Regions from separate parts of the Bombyx mori genome. Here region 1 is linked to region 2. The links are chromatin contacts, called in public Hi-C maps. All regions are on one chromosome and are shown on one strand. Each heading gives the region's core, a stretch centred on a gene start, on an enhancer-like site or on the middle of the called end of the contact. The rest is flanking DNA. Distances are from core to core; before and after follow the strand shown.

Region 1 (6,565 bases), core at 1,276-3,775, 39 kb before region 2:
TAGGTCCACCTACACTAGGAAGTGAAGGAAAATAAATATTTCAATCCTTTGTCAGTACTATATTCAAGTCAATTGATATTGATGTGAAGATTTGGATATAATGCTTTGGCTTTCTCAAAATAGTACTAACCTACCATTCGACCAGTATCCCTACTTATTTGATAAGGCACGGGTGGGAACACCATTCTGCTTACTGCTGTTGGAAAGCACTCATGCTTTTCAGTATAAAGGATTTATCCTTTTGGCTTTGGCCTAGAATAGCACCAACCGATCTCTAACTGAGGTTGTCGTAAAAGGCGACGAGGGGAATCATCGCAGAATAGGCCGCGGCGTTCTCTGCGTAATACCATCAGCATACTGTAATCGCCTCTATGCATTTACCAGTGGAAATATGTTTTATAAGCTTGCAAGAGTAGTAACCACACTCCTGCCTTCTTATTTGAAAGGTGGGATAACCGCTATATAATATTATACAATTGAAATGTCGACTTTGCCTCAAATTATCCAATTAACACTAGCTGAGCCGAGAAATCGTTCATCCATTTATGCAGTAATATTTAAAATTCAAAATAAAGATCGCGTATAACGTTGACGACATCTTGAGACATCGCGAGTATGATTGGGCAAGCGTGTCGTGGGAGAGTCGAAAGTGCGGTCGTCGAACTCCCGATCTGCTAACAATCAGCTGTTCTTGCGCGAAACCAATTACCATATCACACACGGCGGGCGACGGCGTCAACAACCTGGTTTACAAACTATTGCTTCACTAGGTATTTTTCTTTGTATCATAAAATCCGTAAAATTATAATTTGCGTAATTACTGGTGGTAGGACCTCTTGTGAGTCCGGAGGAGTAGGTACCACCACCCTGCCTATTGCTGCCGTGAAGAAGTAATGTGTTACGGTTTGAAGGGTGGGGCAGCCGTTGCAACTATACTGAGACCTTAGGACTTACATCTCAAGGTGGTTGGAGCATTTACGTTATAGATGTCTATGGGCTCTAGTAACCACTTAGCACGAGGTGGGCTGTGAGCTCGTCCACCATTCTAAGCAATAAAAAAAAACAGGTCCTTCTTCAAATGAAATTTGAAATGAATCGTCAGCTGAAATTGTCAATGTCCAGTAATCGTCTCACATCTGACTTTAAATTATAAAAGGCGAGCAAAATGTTTAAAGCACGGACGTTAAAAGTGCCCATTTAATTGCGTCGATAATAAGTTGCTACAATGAAACGATTCCTGTTTTATAGGATACATTTTATTCTAAGCAACAGCGAATACCATAAATAGGAAGGTTTTTTGCGAAAACCGCGCTGATGTTGTGAGATGAAAAAAAAAATACAAGTTATTTTTGATAAAAAGAGCTCAAAGGCCCTTAGCGTTTGTTCCAACTTGAGACGAAAGGATGAAATCAAATTTTTTGTGTCGTATAAAAATTGTCCTACCCACCAAACCGAAATATATCCGTACCATTATTAACTAACATTACAAATAGAACTTAAGGTAGTAATTAACGAGATCGGTAGGAAAGTAGGTGAAAGGGCATTTGTAACTCCTAACTCTTATAGACAAAAATTCAATAATTCCTTCCATAAAATATCTAGATCGATAATCGAAAAAAAAAGTGTATTTTTGTAGAAATCGATCGGTCGCATCGTGACGTCAAGCGTACGTGACAACTCTTGATTCAAAGTGAAATCTGTTGAATTCCTATACGTACATAAGACTTGTCCGCGACAAATATAACTACGTTAAGGGCTTTCCCTGACATTAATACTTTTGCCTGTTTTTTTTGTAAGTGCTAAAACAAATTAGCTAGCTAATTAGTGTTAGGCGGTTACTAGGGAACATCTTTTATTGCATAGGTCGACGATGTGGCCCATCTGTGAGCTTAGTGCGAGTTTTTTAACATTCTCGATAGCGTAAAAGTTATCTAAAATTTGTATGCAGTTGGAACAGCGCCCCTAGCGGTAAACGTAAGCAAACGTTCCAGCTCCATACAAATTTGATTTAACTTTGAGTTCGCGCGGGTAGGTATCACCACCCTGCCTATTTCTGCCGTGAAGCAGTAATGCGTTTCAGTTTGAAAAAAAAAAAACCTTTTTTCAGTATTGCGGATTGTAGACGCAAATAAATGAAAAAAGTACAGAAAAAACAGTGTAGCTAAAGTGAAAATCGAACCACTGACAATAACTATTGGAGAAACTACAAAAAGTAATATAAAGTATATATATACGAGATTTTTTTTCTTGAAAGTATAATCATCTACTTTAGATACCACTATTAATAATCCATGTTAATCCTCAGCAGAGCATACAGACCACCCGATTGAAATTATTCATCATCAATCATTACGTTTAAGTCTTGGCCGTTCTACTGCTACCTATAAACTATCAATGTTATCCAAATTGTCGTTGGATACAGAAACCTAATCGACTGAAATCCGACTAAGGTATTCGCTTGGAACCTGTTTAGTATGCGTCAGACCTAAATCAAGTTTACTACAAAGCCGGAGGATATCCGAGCCACATTCTGTTGGCAGTTGGGTAGACGCAAGGTCGTTTTGTGACTAGTGGGTGCAAATGTAGCACATAGCAGATTTTACGGCACGACTATTATTAGCTTCGTGCTTAAACGCAATGTTAATAAGTTAAATTAATACTTAAGAGGCTCATTATAATCTTGGCATAGAGATTAAAGCTGTCAAACTGTTCAAAGTGAAACAGTTTTAATTGCTTTGCCATAACATGCTTTTAAGGAACGATTACCAGACTTTTGCAAAAGCCGAAATCGCGCGCGATTTTAGTCTGCAACGCGCTATCGTAATATAGTTTGAACACCACTAGATTACGACGCACTTTCACCGGCGCGGCACTCCTTAGCGCACACATGTTTGACGGCATCAATGATTGCTACACGTGTATGTGTGATGTGCTTGTGAACGAAGTCCGTGGAACTGGTTTTAATGGACCGACAAGTTCGACAGTGGTCAGTCTATGCTATTCTGAAGAAAACCGCACGATTACTTTTGCTATCGAAAAAAAAAACTGCAGGATTGTAATTTATTTCTTAATGCCAACAGGACAGGACTGACCATACACAAACTTTGTTCCCACCGTTTTTTTTCAAGTCATGATAAGAGCATTAATTTATTGAATGACTAGCTGACCCGGCAAACTTCGTAGTGCCTCAATCGATAAATAAGAGATCTAAGCTTTTGTATAAAATATACTTAACACAAACAAAAGGAATCCGTCCAACGGGGGACGCATCAAAGGAAAAACATTTTTTTTATTTAATTCCGAGCGTTTTCATATTTATCTATCCTTTTAAGCCTTCCCTGGACTTCCACGAATAATTCAAGACCAAAATTAGCCAAATCGGTCCAGCCGCTCTCGAGTTTTAGCGAGACTAACGAACACCAATTCATTTTTATATATAGAGATTGCGAACGGATTTGATTGTATAAGTAGTTTGATATAAGTTGTATGCGATTACATAAATTCGTTGTTGAAACTAAATGCAGTTCGCATGACAGCTGGCAGTTTAGACATTAATTCAAAAATCTATTTCTACGATACGACTACGAGTAATTCTAATAAACGACGAGTATACAAACTTTCTGTAACGATACTGCTGTTAATCTTGCTAAGTCATGTGATAGGTTTTTTACAAATCGATCGATTTTTTGTTCAGTTCAGACATTTATTATTGCGAAATATAATGGCAGAATCGATAGCGATTTTGCTGATGATAAACTGCATTTCGTGAGCCTATAATTAGTGTTATTCGCTCGTACGGGCTCACACAGGCTCCAATGGCATCCAATAAGATGAGAATTATATGACTAGTACAGATGGATGATGGGGTAAATAGTCGCTCAACACAAAGCCTTCTCGAACCTTCCTATTTAGAGACGCGACTTTACATAACAAATGTTTTCAACGTTCGAAGGCAGATAACCTTACAACCCGACTGATGGTGGTGTCCGTCGGTAATGGACATCACACACACCAGAGGCACTGTCAAGCCACTGTCTACTACGAAATTTTTTTACTTATTATTATGTGGTATGCAGATGTCACTACTTCGTAACACTTGTACATTAGTTACACCTGTTGGAGTCAAGGGCAGTCGCTTTATTGTCAGCGCTACGATGGCTCGACTGTGACCTCTCCGCACAATGATCGCATCTGGTATTCGGCGTGGGAACGAGGTCACGCGGGTGGCCGGTCGCGCTTCGATGCCGGCCGGTTCGTGTCTGATCATCAACCTGTCATCCGAGAGATGATCTATAGTTAATCAATAACAAATCACCATTGCCTAATATCGAAAGTATGGTTGTAGCAATCCAGGTAATGTTATCTGAGCATACAATTTATGCCAACAAGTCACCAACGACCCTGCCGTATTTTGATTTAACGAAAAATTATATAATATTTCAACAGGTACCCATTATCTAGCTAAGAACGCTTTGATGGTACAGTAAAACTCAACCTTTGAAAGCACCAAAAGATCAGCACTTCCAAAAATCCACAACAATGTAGATTTCAAAATCTTCAAAAACTTTATCATTATGTTTCTGATGCTCTGAGGACCAGATTACTCGAGATAAATTTAGAGTAAATATCTCATAGGTATGACACAAGACTAGTGTAACGTCATGTGCAATATTTTTTATCAGCGCCTTAGGCGAACAAATACTCTGAGAGATGCTCGGTATTCTGCAGACTTTAGAGCGACCCGAGAGAACTTTTTAATCAATAGATAAGGCGTATGACCATTGACTAAATACCAAATTAGGAAAGACCCGTTATCTAAATCGGCTTATTTGAGGAACTTAAGCGCATTGTAACATTTTCAATTAAGAAATAAATGAAAATACCATATAACTTGTAAATGATTCTCTACAGAAACAGGTATTACCGTGATAACAAACTGTATTCACTCTTAGGGCAATCTGTCACGAGCGCTCGCGATTAGGTTAGGTAGGAAAATGAAAAGAAGATACTACCAGCAAATGGAAAGTGGTTACAGAGGGTGGGAGGATATTTAATTGATTTCAACATAATATTTATCGATTATAAATAACCCAATATTAATTGATTTCAACATAATATTTATCGATTATTGTGCAGGACGAAATGGGGTTTTTTATAGTTTAAGAAACAAATAGATTTAATTTAACCGTTAATAAGTGATTACGTAATAAATGTATAATCTTAAGTTATTTTATAGTCAATATGTTAGTGTATCAGATCAGAGAATGTAAATAGACCAATAGGAACGATTTGTGGAGCGCTTTCACTACGGTAACATACAGATCAAGGGACCCTCCAAAGTGGCGCGTCGATAGCGCGTCGCGAGATGGGGTACTGAAATAAATATAAAAGGATGGCCATTTATAGGCAAAAACAGTTCTCAGCGAATCTCCGACATAGAAACATCAAGAAACAAACAGTTCTCAGCCGATCATCAAGACAGAAACAGTTCTCAGCCGATCATCAAGACAGAAACAGTTCTCAGCCGATCATCAAGACAGAAACAGTTCTCAGCCGATCATCAAGACAGAAACAGTTCTCAGTGGATCTTCGACAGAAACAGTTCTCAGCAGCTCTCCGACACAGAAACATCAGCAAGACAGAAACAGTTACCAGCAGTTCTCCGATAGTACAGTTACCACCAGTGAATCAGCTACCAGTGAACCAGACAATTACCTGTGAAACCTCGCTACAGAAGCCGATACCCATCGAAAGAAACAGCCGTCTTCTACCAGCGCACAAACAGACAGCAGAAAATATTATTACACGACTCGGAAACAGCCATACAGACCGGGTCGTGTACATTTCATGGTCCATTCGAGCCGGATAGAGGACACATTTCATTATTCTCTCGAGCCGGGTAAAGGATACATTTTGAAAAAAGGAAACTGGAACAATGCCGATAACGCGGTCAACAGGAAGAGGTCGGATCGAAACTAAACAATCGCCGCCCTCAGAAACCACAGCTACAATACAGAGCGTGTGGACAGAAACAACCGCGAATACCGTCATGAGTCTGGTAGCCCCCACAGCAGAATCATCGTGCGCAACAGCCAACATGGAAGCCACGATGAAAGTCGCAGAGAAACCTGGGAACTCAAAAACAGAGGCCGTCAAACAGTATATAGCCAAACAGAATGACGTGCCAACAAAACAGCGCGCCGGTACAGTCAAAACTGACCGGTCGCGAAACAGAAAAGAACAGAAGATAGCCAAAGCTAGAGAAGAGCTCGCCCGCCTACAAGTGGAATTGGCAGCCGCCCGACTGGCCACGCTCGAAGCTGGATCTGATGACGAAAACAGCGAATCAGAATACAGTAAGTCAGAACTCGATGAAAGAGTGGGCACATGGTTGGAAACTCAACCCACAAAAACGGAAAATCACGACCGACATAATGAAACACCGGCGGGAGCCTGCGACAAACAAGACTTCTCAGATCTAACCGCAGCAATAACACTCGCCGTCAAAGCCGCCCGTGAACCAAGATACACAGAATTGCCAATCTTTAATGGAAATCACCAAGAT
Region 2 (6,079 bases), core at 1,888-4,387:
TCGCCGGATCTTCTCAGTGGGTCGCGTTTCCGATCCGGTGGTAGATTCTGCGAAGCACGGCTCTTGCTAGGGTTCGTGTTAGCAACGTCGTCAGGTTTGAGCCCCGTGAGCTCACCTACTAGTTAAGGTTACGCTGGAATAGCCTCTCAAGGCTACCAGCTTAGGTAGGAAAAAAAAAAGAGATTAAAAATTCAGCGTTAATCCCGATGTATGTAGTTGTGCACAAAATATCTAATGATCTTTTTTTTTAATTATAAATTGGTTGGACAAGCTCATCTGATATTAAATGGTTATCGGACACAGACATCAATAACGTAAAGTTACACCCATTTAAATCTCAGTTTTTATAGGACAACGGCAGGCGCGCCTAAAATCGAAACACATTAATACTTCACTAGCAAGGTGTACAGGAGAATAGGTGCTCTACTTGACAAGCTGTTGCCAAGCAAAGCACATGCACAATGCATAGACACCTTAACCCATAGGTATAGTATATACTATGCAATAGAAAATGTGCAATTAATCTGATGAAAAGTAGTCGCTGCTGCCTATGAACACCGTTAATAAATAAAAAAGTATTAAATTGAGGTCGCGATCTTCAGTATTGTGAAAAGCTATACAAAGAAGACTATGCAATAATAATATCATTGCTGTGTCATTTACAACTTACCGTTATGATCTTTAGATGGTCTTTAAAGTTTGGAACTAAATTATAAAGGGAATCGCAAGAGAACGCAGTGTGAAGTTGTAAATGAATACAAATAGGATAGATCCTGTTACAAAGGTCAGAGAAGCGTTCTAGTGCCAAACAAACCACTCAAAACATAATAACAAAAATAAAGTTAGATAACGTAACAATGGGAATCAATGTGATTTTTTTTTTTAATCGCTTGGCTGTTTTTTATTATTGAAAGATTACTGGTCGCCAGGAGCCCTTTCTAGTTTCACCAGGACAGGTGTGCGAGCAAAAGCTTAGCCAGGAGGTGTGGGATTGGTTAACAGCTGTCCGAGCGCCTCCGAAGGAGACCTAAGAACTCGAGAGCAGTTGCTTCGCGAATGAATCTACTACCGGATGGAATCGCGACCTGCTGAGAAGATCCGGCGATAAGCTCAGCGGGCTGATGCATGGGTTAGGTTGCACGTCGAACTCTTTGCCGAGATCGAAGGGTACGGTTACCGGAGTCTTCAAGCCTGCTCCTAGCGTTAGAGCTGAAGGCGTTTAATGCATGGGTTTTTTTTTTTTTTTTTTTTTTTTTTATTGCTTAGATGTGTGGACGAGCTCACAGCCCACCTGGTGTTAAGTGGTTACTGGAGCCCATAGACATCTACAACGTAAATGCGCCACACATCTTGAGATATAGTTCTAAGGTCTCAGTATAGTCACAACGGCTGCCCCACCCTTCAAACCGAAACGCATTACTGCTTCACGGCAGAAATAGGCGGGGTGGTGGTACCTACCCGTGCGGACTCACAAGAGGTCCTACCACCAGTAATTACGCAAATTATAATTTTGCGGGTTTGATTTTTATTGCACGATGTTATTCCTTCACCGTGGAAGTCAATCGTGAACATTTGTTGAGTACGTATTTCATTAGAAAAATTGGTACCCGCCTGCGGGATTCGAACACCGGTGCATTGCTTCAACACGAATGCACCGGACGTCTTATCCGTTAGGCCACGACGACTACAGAATGGGTTATTTGATCTGATGGATTTGTAAGGACGTCTAGGGCGTCGACGGTGACTGATTTCTGCGTGATCAGGATTCGGGGATGCTTCGTTATCTCGACCGTTTTGACCGTTGTTTTTTTTCTACTTAATATATTATTTTTAGTTTTATTTATTATTTGCACAAGATACGCTGTTTCCAAACAAGTCTAGGTTTTTTTTCGTTACATGGTATTCTTATAATGTTTCCTTAAAGTTAATGATCGACAATTGAAATTTTAGATGTTTTTGCTCAATAGCATTTTTTCTTAAAAGAATGATAAATTCAACAACTTGGGCAACTTAAACAACTCAATTACGTACGATGTTAATCTCGTCTTGCCTTCGGAGACCTCAAAAGTAAAGAACAAATGTTTCCGGATTCAAGATTGATGGCATCCGAGGAAGTCGCGGAGCGCATGTTAAAACCAAAATAACGCTAAAGAAACCGGAAAATGTTTTGTAACGTATACTCGACACAAAATTGGTGACCATTAGGAACTATTTTGACAATATTTTTTATTGCGGTGACGAGTGAACTAGCTCACAGTTCTCCTGATGGTAAGAAATTACCGAAGTTGATGACGTCACACGGTGTATAACATTATCCACCTGCAGACACGAGATGTGAATCTCATTTATAGCTGTCCCACCCGTGAACCCAGAACGTTTTGCATTGCTGCTTCACGGCAAAAATAGGTAAGGCGCCACTAATAATTTCGCTATTTCTTCATCGTGATCAAGTGTTAAGTACATACTTTTAAAACTCGGCATATTTCCGTAATTTGACATCTTATTTTTGAGGTCACGAAAACTGCATATAATTATCTTATTAGTTTGATTAGAATCCTATTTTTTTTATGAAAGCGTCCGATAGAAAATACGCTCTGTATAATAGTGGACATGTAATTATGCAGCACGTGTTTATAAAATACTCCCTTATATGTTTTATTCTTCGTAATTATTAGTTTTAGCATTTAAGCCCGCACGGATCGGTTCCTCTGAGTTTAGATTAATGGGTGGACGAGCTCATAGCCCGCCTGGCGTTAAGTGGTTACTGGAGCCCATAGACATCTACAACGTAAATGCGCCACCCACCTTGAGATATAAGCTCTAAGGTCTCAGTATAGTTACAACGGCTGCCCCACCCTTCAAGCCGAAACGTATTATTGCTTCACGGCAGAAATAGGCAAGAGCGGTGGTACCTACCCACGCGGACTCACAAGAGGTCCTACCACCAGTAATATAAGTACCAGTAAGCAAAGTTTCGTCGAACTAGCTACATCTTCATCAACAAGGGGCACATATTGTACGTCGCTCGATCTATGTTACGGGCATTATCATATTTATAATAATATATTTGCGCGAAGTGTAAAACGCAAGTCAAACAGTAACGATACGTGTACGAGTATGACATCACCACGGTCTTCGCACACAAGATAAAACGACTAACTACATGAAAACGGCGTTGGTTAACATTATATGAGTGGTGCTTTATTTATAAACGTGATATTGAAACTCTTTTTTTCTCGTATATTACCTACTACTTTATGGAAGATTCTAGATTTCGCCTTTGAAGCTCAACTTATTTGTCCAAATAGATGTTATTTGGCATCTATAGTGCACAGGAATAAGTTGTATTAAAATTTGTAAACTTTTTAAATATCGCTATCTAGACAGAGTTGCTCGGAAATAATGACCGCTGTCAATGTCATTAACAAATCTTGTAGTCCAATCGATTCACTACCACGAAACACAGTATCGTAAACAGGAATCCTTTTTGCTCGAGAAGAAAATCCTCTGAAGAAAACGCTATCAAATTTAACAAAAGTATTATAAATCACGTTCACCATAATTTTTTAGGTAAATTATGTCGCGAGATGCCCTTGTGTTTAATAAGTGAGGAAGTTAGCCGCCAAGGTGATCAGAATTACAATTACGAAGCGCTTACGTGTTGTGTCCGCAACTGAAGTCATTTAAAGTAATCACTTCGTTCTTCGTAAACATCTTTGAAAATTCTGAAATCCGTATAATGTATCGTATGCGCTGTGGTGTGACGCAATTCAGTGTTTTATGGGGTTAAATATCAAACACTAATGCTTGAAGTTTTTTTTTTTAATCTTTGTAGTTATATAATTAGAACTGTATATGATGTATGGTACAATTTGCAGTTCTAACAACGACAGCAAATATCGCCTTCGTTTACCCATCGAATGATTGGATATCCATGTCAATTACAAACCAAAATTTATATTTTTATAAGCTGAGAATCAAATGGCTAAAACCCACTTAGTCCGTCAACCGCCAGCATTCAAAACATCAGAAGAACATGACTTCAAAAAAACTATGAGTAGACAACTTGAGATTAACGAGAATAATTTTCAAATGTTTTTTATTGTACTTTCTTAGAGGATATGTGATTGCAGCTCACCTGGAGTTAATTATTAATAAGTCGTTTGCTGTGGAAAGGAGCAAGACTTTTGAAAGATACATAGAATTCATGCAACAGGCTTGTTATTCGGTGTGTTTTGAGCAAGAAGGGTACTGGGGGGAGGCGCAACAGGTGCTAAAGCAGATGGCTGTATACATGAGACGTGGGTTGTATTTAGGGGAACTTGGAATAAATTCTACCTATACAATTATATATTACGAAACTAGCTTGATTTTTTTTAGGCGTGGATGGGAAAATCATACAGGTGATATTATTAACTGTTTCCAAGAAACCTGGTACCGTTGCAAAATTAGACTTTATGATCTGGATGTTATGGTGGTATTTCAAAGCAAACTCAATTGGAATATTAGTTGAATGCCACAATTAGGGCTATATCAATAATTTGCTTCCACATCTAAGACTAAATAACTTAACAGAGCTTTCCCAAATACGAAATAAATGGTGACACATAAAAAATGAAATCATGTAATAGAAACCGCAACGAGTCGCGGGTGAAACCGAGTGAAACAGCGCCACATGGGCACAGAGCATGTCGACCGTCAAATTAAATTCAAGTACAGCAATAATTAACCATCACCACCATACGACAAAATAACGACGATCCACACGTCCGTACAATTTACTTTATATTCAAGGTTTCGATATTTTTGTTTTGGTATCAGATTTTATTATGGTAGAAATGTAATTGGTCATTTCGTATTTTGAGCACGGGTTTGGCATTTTATTTGATGGTAATTTCCTCTAACGATTTCATAATAGTTTGTTCGTTTGTCCCTTTCAAGAAGATATTAGGCTGGACAAGATTGGGCTAACATTTTGCAAAAACCATGCATATTTAATTTTATATAGACCGGAAATTAACATACTATATATAATATGTAGAAAGGCTTTCGATGACGGAAAACGAGAGTTCAATTAATTTAAGGCAATCAAAACCTGATGTCCGTGCTTAGTACATGACACCAATCTATTTAGAAGTCATCCTAGATTTGCATGAATTTCTTCTTTACTTATCCACTACTACCACTACTAACTGTCTGTTTTTTTTTTTTTTTTTTTATTGCCCTTGTAGGCAGACGAGCATACGGCCCACCTGAGTGAGTGGTTACCGTCGCCCATGGACTTTAGCAATGCCAGGGGCAGAGCCAAGCCGCTGCCTACCGCTTAATACTCTCCACAAGCCTCGTTTGAAGAAGGACATGTTATAGCGCTCAGGAAACACCGTGGAGGGGAGCTCATTCCATAGCCGGATGGTACGTGGCAAAAAAGATCTCTGGAAACGCACTGTGGATGACCGCAGTGGCTCCAGGTAGTATGGATGAACTCTACTCCGGTGGCGGGCGGTGCGATGGTAAAAACGAGATGCCGGTATCATCTCGAACAACTCCTCAGAGCACTCCCCATGGAACATACGGTACAAAATACAGAGGAAACTGAAGTCCCTCCGCAGACCCAGAGGCTCCAAACGATGTTACAAGAGACATCTTGCAATAAAATAGGTCGAAGATAAAATAGGTGAAGTCGTCGTGGCCTGACGGATAAGACGTTCGGTGCATTCGTGTTGAGCGAGGCACCGGTGTTCGAATCTCAGGTGGGTACCAATTTTTCTAATGAAATACGTACTCAACAAATGTTCACGATTGACTTCCACGGTGAAGGAATAACATCGTGTAATAAAAATGAAACCCGCAAAATTATGATTTGCGTAATTACTGGTGGTGAGACCTCTTGTGAGTCCGCGCGGGTGGGTACCACCACCCTGCCTATTTCTGCCGTGAAGCAGTAATGCTGTGTGTGGTTAGTAAAGGTGGGTGGCGCATTTACGTTGTGGATGTCTATGGGCTCCAGTAACCACTTCACACCAGGTGGGCTGTGAGCTCGTTCACCCATCAAAACAATAAAAAAAAAAGATTTCTTTTA

Evidence for each region. Hi-C and Micro-C count contacts between places; a contact is called where the count stands out from the background.
Region 1: a Hi-C map of middle silk gland shows a contact between it and region 2, with 2.1 times the contacts expected there. The contact joins two enhancer-like sites. A contact is called at or near these places in 5 of 7 Hi-C or Micro-C datasets (middle silk gland, midgut, posterior silk gland and 1 more).

What each region holds. Positions count from the first base shown.
Region 1 is chr9:15,725,226-15,731,790 of ASM3026992v2, reverse strand. All of the region lies in intron 3 of LOC101741026 (moesin/ezrin/radixin homolog 1), which reads right to left. Among protein-coding and RNA genes, the nearest start is that of LOC101738544, 32 kb to the left of the region's middle. Within about 2 kb of position 2,525, at least 5 of the 8 cell types and tissues checked have open chromatin away from gene starts, as enhancers often do.
Region 2 is chr9:15,687,544-15,693,622 of ASM3026992v2, reverse strand. The region is part of intron 2 of LOC101741026 (moesin/ezrin/radixin homolog 1); the gene reads right to left. Among protein-coding and RNA genes, the nearest start is that of LOC134199412, 5.8 kb to the right of the region's middle. Within about 2 kb of position 3,137, at least 7 of the 8 cell types and tissues checked have open chromatin away from gene starts, as enhancers often do.